Linked DNA regions of Gossypium hirsutum: region 1 is linked to region 2. Evidence: chromatin contacts called from public Hi-C data. All regions are on one chromosome and are shown on one strand. Each heading gives the region's core, a stretch centred on a gene start, on an enhancer-like site or on the middle of the called end of the contact. The rest is flanking DNA. Distances are from core to core; before and after follow the strand shown. Region 1 holds the start of LOC107904403 (DNA-directed RNA polymerase V subunit 7). Region 2 holds the start of LOC107904411 (putative disease resistance RPP13-like protein 1).

Region 1 (6,304 bases), core at 2,266-4,765, 250 kb after region 2:
TGCCTTTAATCTTGGTGTGAATATGTTTATATAAAGTTGTTTTGGTCTTTTGATATAAATCTTATTCAAATATTTGAATCATAGTAGGAATGAATGTGAATGAATAAGAAGAAATTATAAGCTCGATATGAATTTTATATATTAACTTATAAATTTGAATGCAAATTAGTTGATGTGTCATGTGAATTGAGGTTGATAATTGAATTGTGGTGTCAATGAGGACACATTGATTAGGCACTTAGATTGATTGTTTTGGCATGTTTTAGGCTTGTTTAAATGTGTTTTTAAAGTATAGAAATGGTTTTTTTTATTTGGTTTAGTACTAAGTTTTGAATGAAAGCATGCCGTATTTTTGAAGCTTTTTAAGATGCACACAGCTTGGGCTTATCCACATGGCCGTGTGTGACACACAGCTGAGCAATATGCATGTTTATCACATGTCCTGCTTCAAAGAACCTGCTACTGTATGTAACTTTTATTGGAATGGTGAAAATGCTGAAAGGAGGGACTGGTTATGTAGCCCAAAGGGGCCCTTAAGAAAGCCAGGCTTATGAATCAAGCCTGACGTATTTTAATGGAACAAGTTAAATTGTTCAAAACACTATGGTACAGCAAATATAATTTTGATAGGGTTGAATCCAAAAAGTCAAGCCTCTTAAGTTTGGAGGAGTATACTACATGGAAGGGACGTGTAGATATCGCACCAATTGGCAGTTATGATGTCAGATGGGCACCTAAGAGAATGGGACAAGACAGTTGCGAATAAGATTAGTAATGCTACAGGTTTGAGTGTACTAATAAAAGGTGGAATATAAGTAGACTGTCAAACATTGTGAACATTCAGAAATAGCTTTGGGTATGAATGGAGTTGATACTTCCAGGAAAACCAGGAAGAAACACACATCATCTTTTTTATTACTCGTCAATTGCTACGACATTGGAAACTTCATTCTTTGAATGATTGTTAGATCAGCTATAAACCCTATTATGGCACAAGGGCCTGAGATGGATGCATGTGATGTATAAGGCTGCTTAGGTGGGCGAGTGTGGGAAGGAGACTTTAGGCAAATCAACTTGGACAAACAGCCGGAGCATAATGTGTTTGAACCAGCATACCATAATTGTGTTGCTTTCATTTCATATCTAGGGAAACAGGTAATATGCGACGGCATAACATGGGGTAATTCAACAGGTTGCTAACTGCACAATTGCAATACCTTGCAACACACTTCACAATTACAGAGCTCCTCTTATATGCGAAGCTAGTGAAGAAAAGTTTTGACACAGACACGATCCTTCAACCATTGATCCAAGGTATTAAAAAGGAGGCTGAACAATGCAACACTAAATTTATGAATATTGCAAATATACCATCACATCCATCACCTATAAGCGAGGAGTTTTACAAAAGCTATAAAACCAAGTTAACATCATAAGTTAGCCCTATAGTCGCAAAAACTACATGTTCCTAATACGTACATAGGTTGACCAAAGTCATATATTCAGGAAACTGGTCCTAAGTAGTCACCTTCCAAACTCACCAACGCCTGAAATTCCCTCTCGGCCTCCATCCATTTGGTCCCAATCACGATAAACCTAACGATCACATCTTTATCAATCTTTGAGTGTTTGTCGTTCATGAATATACCATTCTCCCCGGGCACATAGTGGTAGTCGGGCATTTTTATGTGAGACAAATATATGTTTTGGACTGGGCCACACCTCAAAAACACTCCATGTTTTAGTATCTTATGTACAACCCCTTGCAGAATCTCTCCTCTGTACATCTTGAATGTAATTCCGCTGAAGACAACAGGGAAAAGCACATCTCCTGAGTTCTGTCTAACTCTGCCCTCGCCAATGCTCTCTAGGGTTGTTACAGCCATGAAATATCCGAGATCCTTGGTGGCCTTCTTGCAAGCAAATTCATCCATAAGGCGGATCACTATTGCCTTTTTGAGCATCAAGCCTTTGGCATCCAAGCTGTCAGCAGGAATTATGACATTCCATGGCATCTGCACCTTGAGAAACATTCTGCAGAAAACAACATTAAAAACAAAAAAAAAACGAAACTCACAATGAAATTAATGTCCTTCAGAGCCAAAAAATGGTATACCAATCTAGAAGAATTCAAAAACTGAAAAAGGTTCACCTACAACTTAGTTTTCAACCACTTAAAACATTACCCAATTGTAATGAATAAACCCAACAATGCCCGTTTCACATCATCACTAATTCTCAATTCCATAAATACTGATAACACCAAACCGATAATCAAACATGAAGCAACAGAAAACAGATACTATGAATGGAAAACCATGCCATTTCCTTCAAAAGAAATTGAAATTTTCTAAACAAAACAAGGTGAGCAGATTCAGTAGGCTCAACGACCCACAACTCATAACTAAATTTTCATAGTCATTGACAAATCGGAACATTACCATTGAAATTCTTCACAAAACAAGGGAAACCCTTTTAAAAGCAAAGTAGTTCCAAACGAATGTGTATGATTAACAAACTCCCAGAGGTGTTATACCTACGTTGCTCTGACTCATCTCTTTTTTTGTTTGTGTGAATTATCCATGTTTGCCATACATCCGAACAAGGGTATGGGATCATAACCTCAAATGATCCTCCAAATGCAAGGGAAAAAATAAGAAAAAAAGTGAATATATCATGCATATATGGGTGTGGGGTTCTGAACCTCCAATGGTCCTCCAAATGCATGAAATATTTGAACATACTGTGTTGGACACGTACCATATCCGGCTATCACACTCGAGTCCAAGTAACATTGATCTAAACTATCATCATTACATTACATGCCCGATTAAACAACAACAATAGTGATAATCCATAAACACAAACGAAGGCAATTTTCTGATCCGCATCCACACATACTACCAGGCAGAATTCGTGATTAAATCCTGAATATAGAATCTCACCCAACTAATCAATCTTCTCTAAAGAAAAACATCAACTTAATTCAATACAGAAACCAAAACATAAACTCCATGTTAACATCCTCTTAATATTAAAACCCACAATTTTATCATTAAAAAAATTCAAGAAATGCAAAAAAAGAGAACTCAACTAGTCGAAATCACAAGCCATTCGGAAAACAATCAAAGAACAAGAAGAGAACCACCTTGAAAAACTTTTCATCTGTTCAATCGAACATGCAATAGAATCAGTCAAAGAAAAGCCCAATGGAAATCATATATCTCGAACTAAAAATGAAATACTTTAAAAAGAATCAAAATTAGGAGAACAAAAGATTCAGATCAAGACAAGGTAAGTGGATGAGGTTTATTTTGGTGAATAATATAACAAATATTGCAGATTAGAGGTGAAGCAAAACTAACCTGTAAAATAAACAAGGAAAGAGTGTGAGCTGCTAAAGAGTGAAACTGGTAATGACCTGTCAGGCTGCTGTGGACTTAAGAGTAGAAAGAAAAGAAAAAATGATCTTCCCTGCCCTAAAGCTCTAAATTGTTCGCCTAAAATTGGGTTTAATTTGTAAAACCGATAATGGACCTTGGACATGGGCCTTTTTTTAAAAGAATGTCACAAATTCCGGTCTACTGTATTTCTCTCTTTTTTTCTTTTTAGTCTGTAATTTTTTGTTTTTTATCGATTTAAAGCTTTTTGCTTTTTCCTTTGAAAATTCAAGTTAGAACTATAATTCAATCAGTTTATTCTTGATTCAACCCTACTATACGTAGATGTATAGTTACTCACGTATAGTTACCCATCAAAAAGTAATGAGGGTGTAATCAAGAGGTGACGTAAACGTCTTATTCTTGATGGGATTTGAATCCCTGACTTATATTATTGTTAAGGTAAATGATACCATTTGAGCTCCTTGAAAATGTCAGCCTGATTCCTCAACAAATCCATCTATGATTTGACAAAAAGAAATTGTCTATAATTTTTTTTCTACATTGCCAAACAATAATTTAAATAATAAAAATTAAAGTTCAATAAAAATAATGAGATGATTATTTCTTAATTTTCCTTTTTAACGTGGAGCTAATATTTTTAAGTTAAAAGGTATTAGATAGAAAGAAGGGTAAGTCTAAATTGCAACCGCAAATTTATTTATAGAAACGATGGGAAGTGTCACATGCATAACAAATAATACTGTGAACTATTTTGTAGCTGTCTTTTTCATCATGCCTATCGTATTTAAAAGAGTATAATCAAGAGATTTGTGCAAAGTCTACTAAAGCTTAATACTTTAATCAAATAATGTACAAGCCAACTAAATTTTTTTATTTATAATATATTTTTATTTTTAATTAGTATTAAAAATTCTCAATTACACCTCAACTTTAAATATAAATAGTTTAAATATGAAAATTAAGTTAATTTTTATTAGGTAAAAAGTAAGACCCAAGTTGAATTTTTAACTGAAATCGAGCTTAAGCTCTAGAAACAAAACTTGAATTTAAATTTAAATTCAAGTTTTACTCGAGTTTTTTTAGTGATCACATTTATCAACTTCTAATCAAATAAAAATTTCCGATAAATATCATAACTATCATAATAATATTCATTATATACCTTACAAAAAAAAGATTACATTCATAACCACAATCTAAATCATTTATTAGCATTCTACTTTATTCGCAAGGTCAACATAAAGGTTAATATAATTTTGAACCCTAAATTTAATTACTAGATCCATTTTAATATATATATTGATTTTAGTTCTTAAACTTGTCAATTAAGTTCACTTAATCCTAAAATATTTAAAATATATATAAAAATTTAATAATGTGATACTTTAAAACTATGCCACATCATTACTTAAAAAAGATTGAATCTAATGACATAACACAATTTTAAAATGCCGCGTTATCAAACTTTTACACTCTTTCAAATTTACTAATCAAAATAGATCCAAATACCAAAGTATCAAAATAAACTAAAAAAAAAGGTAAACATCAAAGTGGGCCAAAATTCTACTGAGGAAGCCACATGCTACTTACCAGAGCACTTTTAACTCGTTCCAAATCCATAAATGTCGAATACAAATGAGTCCGTACAGGTATGCAATTTTTTTTTCCTTTTAAAAAAAATCTATATATTTGAAAGCTAAAAATCTCAAACTCAAGTTTGAATGTATGGCGAGTATCTTAGGAAAAATGAAAGCCAGGTAACATAGCTCCAAAGGCTCAAAACAGCTGTACTTGGCCATGGTATGGTTTCCATCTCATATACACAACTCAAATGTGATTATGTAAACATACAAAGAGAACAGAGTGATTTAAAGATGCCATAAAGAAGGATGAAAGAAAATCCAGTTGTTTTCTCTTACAAGGGAGTGATGAACTTATATTTCACACAAACCGGCTGATGCATATTTGCCATTTTCTCCTACGTCAAGCCAGATTTCAAGTCAACGCTTTCTCCTACTTCAAGCCGATTCTGAGTCGAACTACAGCCTATGCAGAAGACTTGGGTATCTTATACTGCTTCTTGACAAACTGGGATGCCTCTGAATCAGCCCTGTGGCATAGTATTCTCAGTAGAGTCTGGTTATCAGCACCTAGTTTGCCACTTGAAGATCTCAAGTCCTCGACCAATTCTCGAGTCTGCAAATGATAAAGTCCAAAAATAAATAACATCATATCTCCAATAAATTTGAAAAATACTCGTTTGCAGGAAATCTAAAAGATAGTCCTTTGCAGGAAAAAGAAATGGATTAAAAATAAATAAACACTGAAACAGGAGATAAATGTAGTCACTATGGTCAGAATATTTTTATTTGTTATTAAACTACCAGGTAAGAATTTCTCATTTTCTTAGTCTTTCACCATAGTACTGGTAGCCTATGTTTCTAAATTTTTTCATTTTTCTTTAAGACCCTTGTCCGACATCTGTGCTCAACGGATATTGGACATGAATATGGGAAATATAACCCTCCAAAGACCATCCAAACACATGGAATGACTTCAAAAAAGTAAAACATACTCGTATGGGATACATGCTCGTATCAGGCACTCACCCGATATTAAGATAGCTAGTAGCAAATGTACCTCCCACCGTTTTGAAAAGGGAGATTTGAGACAATAATAGTCAAAGGCTGCATATCTTACCTCCAATCCGTGCAACTTTACAACAAGCCGAACACGAGCAACTTGATTTTCAACGACTCCTCGAGGAAGTCCATCACCTCCAGAAATAAAGAATTCCTAAGTAAACCAACATTAATGTGAATAGATCAGTGTCAAATTGCACAGAATAGAAAATGAAATTGAAGTAGTAAGTCCAATCAGTTTATAGCACCTTTCGCCAA
Region 2 (5,558 bases), core at 1,843-4,342:
AAAGTGTTTACATTTGTTGCACCTCTTCTTTTTGCTCTCCTATGGATATCCCCATTGAAACAAGTTGAGAACAGTTCAAGATTTCCAAATTCCGGAGGAAACTTGATCGTGCTAACCATCCTGCTCCATTGTGGCACAAGGAAGGAAGCTCTCTACAACCACCGACCCGAATAAACTCTGTTTGTGATAAGCCTAACATCAACCCTTTTAAACAAGAAAACCATGTGATATTTGAGAGAGTGGCCTTCTTGATTGAGCAAAGGTCAAAAGAGCCATCATGTCTCACTCTTTTGCAGCCAACAATTTCTATTTCATACAGCCTGGAATGCTTTGGAACTGAAACTTCCAATAGTTGACAGTCATGGATCACAAGCTTTTCCAAGCAAGGAAGATAGCTTGGTAAGCTTCCCAACAGTTTGGGGCATTTCTTGACAGAGAGATCACGGAGGCAATTGAAGTTTCCGGTTTTCTCATCGGCTTGGTATGTATTCCACTCCTTCAACTGTGGCATTTCTTCAAAACGAAGAATCTCTAATGCTGGAAATGCATTTGAGCAATTTTCTCCATAGAACTCAACACCTATCTTATTGACATAATCCATTCCTTTGACATAAAGGGCCTTCAAAAACGGCAGTTGTCCAAGTGCAGGTAATGAAATACACTTGTGGCAATGTTCAAACTCTAAGAACATTAAATTTTTTAATGAACAATCTCCGATCCAATTCGGGAATGTCTGACCACCATAACACTTGATGGAGAGTTTCTTAAGTTTCTTATGCGATTGAAGTAAGCTCAACACTTCTTTTTCGACTCCTGCGTTTTGTAAATCACCTTTCACGTCCGCAGTCCATTTCAATTCTAGATCATCAAGGCTGAACTTACTGAACAACATAGCCTCCGTTGCATCTTGAGCATTGACAAGATGTTCCAATCCTGAGATAGAAAGTTGACCTTTGAGATCAGATAAATTCTTCAGCTCCCTTATCTGATATCCAACACCTTGGCCTATAACAAAGTTGGACACTGACTGGAGATCAATCAATTCACCGATTCCAAACGGCATCCCTTCAATTGAATTAGCATCAGTAATATCAAGACGCTGTAGATTGGCTAAAAGTCTCAAATCAGACCCTAAGTGTTTAAGGCGATCGCAGCCTCTCAACAACAATGTTTGTAAGTTGAAGAGTGTACATATAGATTCGGGAAGGCTTTTGATTTTAGTGTAAGAGAAGTTAAGGTAGCGGATATGTGTCAGATCACCAATTGAATCTGGTAGCTTGGTGATGTAGTACCCTTCGAGAGAGAGCACTCTTAAGCATCTCAATCTCGGCAACAAATCGATAAGAACACTGTTAGATAGGTAGCAGTCTCCATCATTTGGCAACATAAATGACATAAATGTTCGTAAATGCTCTGCATCACCGAATGTATGGAACCTTTTGAATCCATTATACCTACTTCCGATGAAGGATGAGTATCGAGCACAGCTCGAAATTTTCTCATCACCCTCTAGTCTAAAGCATATGTCTCCTGCATCAGATCGAGCTAGATCATTGATGAGGTCATGCATCATAAACTGAGATTTATTCCTGCTAGATCTTTGAAAGAAAGACCTTGACACAAGATCTTGAAAGTACATGCTACCTAGTTTTTCGATTTGCAGCCTTTTAGTGTTTACTTGTTGCAACATTCCTTCTGCCATCCATAACAGCACTACTTCCTCCTCTCCGAACTCATAGTCTTTACGGATAATTGAGCAATACGAAAAACATTGTTTTAGATGTTGTGGAAGGTGATAGTAGCTCAGCCTTAGAGCTGGAATTATACCACTTTGCTCTTCTGATGAATTCCATATCTCATTCTCCAATACAACTTTCCATGCATCTGGATCAACACTAGTTCGAAGCAGGCCTCCGATTGTTTTAGCTGCTAAGGGCAAGCCTTTACACTTCTTCACAATCTGTTCTCCAAGTTCTTTCAAGTCCAAATGACCACTGAAATCTTTGGCTCCTATGGAATGTTGAGCTAAAATGAACAAACAATCATCATTTGACAGTTCTTTCAATGAGTAATCCGGAACCGTTTTCATAACTGATGAGACGTTCTGGTTTCGCGTTGTCACAAGAATCTTGCTTCTCGAATCCCCTACTTCGAAAGGAGATCGAAGGATGGTCCAATCATTGTAACTCATATTCCAAATATCATCCAAAACAAGCAGAAATTTCTTTTTGGACAGCTTCTCCTTCAATTTGACTTGAAGCAAATTCAGATCATTTACATCATTGCATGATGCATCACAAGTGACCGACTGCAAAATCGATTTTGTTATCCTAACGATATTGAAATCTTCAGAAACACACACCCATGCTTTGACGTCGAAAAGATCTTGGACCTTATTATCATTGTAAACTAGTTGAGCAAGAGTTGTCTTACCAATTCCTCCAATGCCAACAATGGGGACGACAGAAACTTGAACGTCGGTATCACCATCCATTAAAAGCAAATCAATCACTACATTTTTATCATATTCTCTACCATAAACAAGAGCTTCATTCACCAAAGAACTAGTTGGTGGTCTTTCAATGACTCTCTTAGGCCTACCAACATCAAGCTCTCTTAATTGCAACTCATTTTTCCGAGTGATCAAATCATCCAATCTAGAACTAATGGCTTTAATCTTGTTCATCATCTTATATCTAAACAAGAAAGCATTCGGACCAAAACTTGCAGTGAAGCTATGAATGATCTTCCTTACCTTACTTCGGTGCGCTTGTTTATCTTTCTTTAACTTGTTACGAAGAGCTTCTGTAGCAAACTCGTCCAAGATGTCGTCGACGTCGAAAGCCAAGTCTCGGAGCTTGGACAACCACATCTTCACATGCTGGTCCTTCAATTGCTTCTCCTCTGCATCAGCAAGCACTGCATGGACAGTCCTCAGTACTGTCTCCAGCTTGTTAAGTTCCTTTTGAACCTGTTTTTCAGTGGCGAAGTGGAGGGTATCAGGAGAGACTAAGTTGGCAAACAAGGCCTCAAAGAAAGAGGAAATGACAATTTCTCCAGAGAAGTACATGGCTCAACCTTGAGCAGCACTGAGATGGGAATTGATTGATAATTCAACAATAAGGGGTTGGATTAAAAGTGTGAAGGGACTTAAGACAGAAATTCTGTCATTTTCTTTTGAGTTTTCTATATATTCAAATATGGCTGGATGGACCCCCACTGATTGAAAACAAGGCTAAAAATTGTCAAAGAATCAAAACTTTGTGTTGACTTTAGGGATGAGGATGGTTCAATATCGTTTCGTGTAGTAATGAATGACCAAATAATTTCAAACCAATTCTGTTACTTTTAAGCAATTTTTCTCTGGTGACACCAATGTCCTATCCAACGCCCAATACGCAAGTCAACTTGATGGGGTCCAGGCTTAAACATTGTATTATCCATCTTTTTCTTTTTAACAAATTTAATTTTTTTTTTAAATTTTAAAATAAAAAAATTTTACTCACTTGATAATAATGTAATTAAAAAGGGCATGGTAATGTCAACAACCTTTTAGTCTAATAATAATAATAGCATCATATTGTAGGCATAAAATAAGAGGCTGTGCTATGGTGTTGCCCCTTTCCAGCTGCTGTTGTATCTGCTGCCTTGAAGCTCGGAAGTCGCCACCGTCGTCTCTAACTGCTGCTGGCCGCGTCGAGTTCAGGTGAGGCCAGCCGTTTTTTTTTAGCAAACTTTTTGTTTGTTTGTTTGCGTTGTAAAATATTAACAAAGTTAAGCTGTTTGTTAATGTATTTTGACTTCTCCTTTATGGCTTTATGTGCTTTTTTTTATGGGAGAGATAGGGCTATTTATTATATCCATTTCCAATTGGTTTTTCCTATTTCTATTATTTTATTTTTATTTTTAAAATTTTTTCCTCTATTTTATTTATTTTTAAAATTTTAGAAAAATTTTATTTATTTTAATATTTAAATTAATCAAATCAGTAGTTAAATTGACCAAAACGATTAAACCGAAAACGTGTGATATGACCGATTATAAATAGTACAATCTCATAATTTTATTCAAAGGTTAAGTGGAAATGTACAACTAACCCTATATTATAACATTTTACTATAACAACTAAATTTATTGTAAAACCAATTTTTATGTTTTATTGTTACCTTTTATACCACATTTTCATCTATAACAACAATATTCATAAAGTACTATATTAATAATCTATAAAAGTCTTATGTCTCAAATTTTAATTAAATTTAATTATATTCTTAAGTGAAATGAAAATAATGAATTTTAGTTAAATTATCATTTTGGCAATGGTCAATTTTGATCAATTTGACTCGTGTTTTTATTTTGTATAGCCCATTACTTTAATTTGATTTTTCGTTAAAAAAATTAAACCAACTGTTGAAACTCTTTTTGAAATCGACTTTTTGTTTAAAAAAACGAAAATGAGAGTCGTCACCAATCCCTTTTTTTGTGAGGTGTGATCTGATTACCTCGTAATTTGATCTTTTTAATAAAAGATTCGATTTACTAAAACAACGATTTTTGGTCTACAAAATTTAGAAAATGGGTTTGGGAGTCGGTTACGCACGAGGAAGGATTAGCACCCTCTTGATGCCCAAAATTGGTACCTAGTTGATTACTTGATGTCTTAGTGTTAAAAGTTGAAAACTCGAAAGGAATTTAAAATATGATTCCTCTTTATTAATGTTATTTTTACTTAAAAATCGCTTGAATAAATCGAAACGTATGTTAAAGGTCATCTTATCTCGAGGTAACAAAAGATCATATCCTGTAAGTTAGAATACAACACCTTAAAATATCAAAAAATAAGTTCACATTTTTTATTATTTAATTAAATCTTGTGTATTTTGATTTTAAGAGGATATTCGGTGATTTAGATTCAACAAGAAAATCGAAACCCCATAAGTTATGATACGACTTCTCGAATCTCCAAATACAAAACATTGCCTATTTTTAAATTTTCCTTTTTTGAATAATAACAAATGTAATATTTAAAACGATATGTATTTAGTTTATTAAAGTATGGTATATATGAAAAAATGGCTAAAACGTGAAAAGCTCATGTTTAACGAATGGTGATGCGACATAAACTAATAAAACATAAAAATACGATGATAATAAAAAATCATGACGATAATATGTATAATAGAATAATAATAATAATGAAAAATGATAATAGTGATAACAATAATAATAATATCAAAAAAATAAAGACAACAATAATAATATAAAAAAAAGGCCAAAACAAATAAATAAAATGCACAATAAATACAAGAACAGACCAAAAAATAAATAATAGAAAATAAATAAATAAAATAAAATATGAAAAGTAAAAAAATTAATTCATAAAAATTAATAATTTAGGAAGAGTCCAAACTAAATAAATAAGGGTTAAATCGACATTAAAATGAAATAGGAGGGGTAAATTGTGAATAAATAAAAGAAAAGGGAGAATGAAGGGTCAAAATGAAACGCGCGTGAAGGTGGGAGGACCAATTGGGAAATTATTCCCTGTCCCCAAAGCG

The links. Hi-C and Micro-C count contacts between places; a contact is called where the count stands out from the background.
Region 1: a contact with region 2 is called in a Hi-C map of leaf, with 2.7 times the contacts expected there. The contact joins the promoter of LOC107904403 here to the promoter of LOC107904411 in region 2. A contact is called at or near these places in 5 of 34 Hi-C or Micro-C datasets (hypocotyl and leaf).

What each region holds. Positions count from the first base shown.
Region 1 is chrA05:34,024,391-34,030,694 of Gossypium_hirsutum_v2.1, forward strand. LOC107904403 (DNA-directed RNA polymerase V subunit 7) reads right to left here and starts at 3,516. Exons shown (of 2, transcript XM_041112273.1): 1 at 3,366-3,516; 2 at 1,331-2,034. The coding sequence starts at 2,033. The coding sequence ends at 1,503. LOC107904401 (protein unc-13 homolog) reads right to left here. Exons shown (of 26, transcript XM_041112275.1): 25 at 6,105-6,200; 26 at 4,988-5,600. The coding sequence ends at 5,451.
Region 2 is chrA05:33,771,708-33,777,265 of Gossypium_hirsutum_v2.1, forward strand. It overlaps LOC107904411 (putative disease resistance RPP13-like protein 1), which reads right to left and starts at 3,093. Exons shown (of 2, transcript XM_016830773.2): 1 at 1-3,093. The coding sequence starts at 3,070. The coding sequence ends at 8.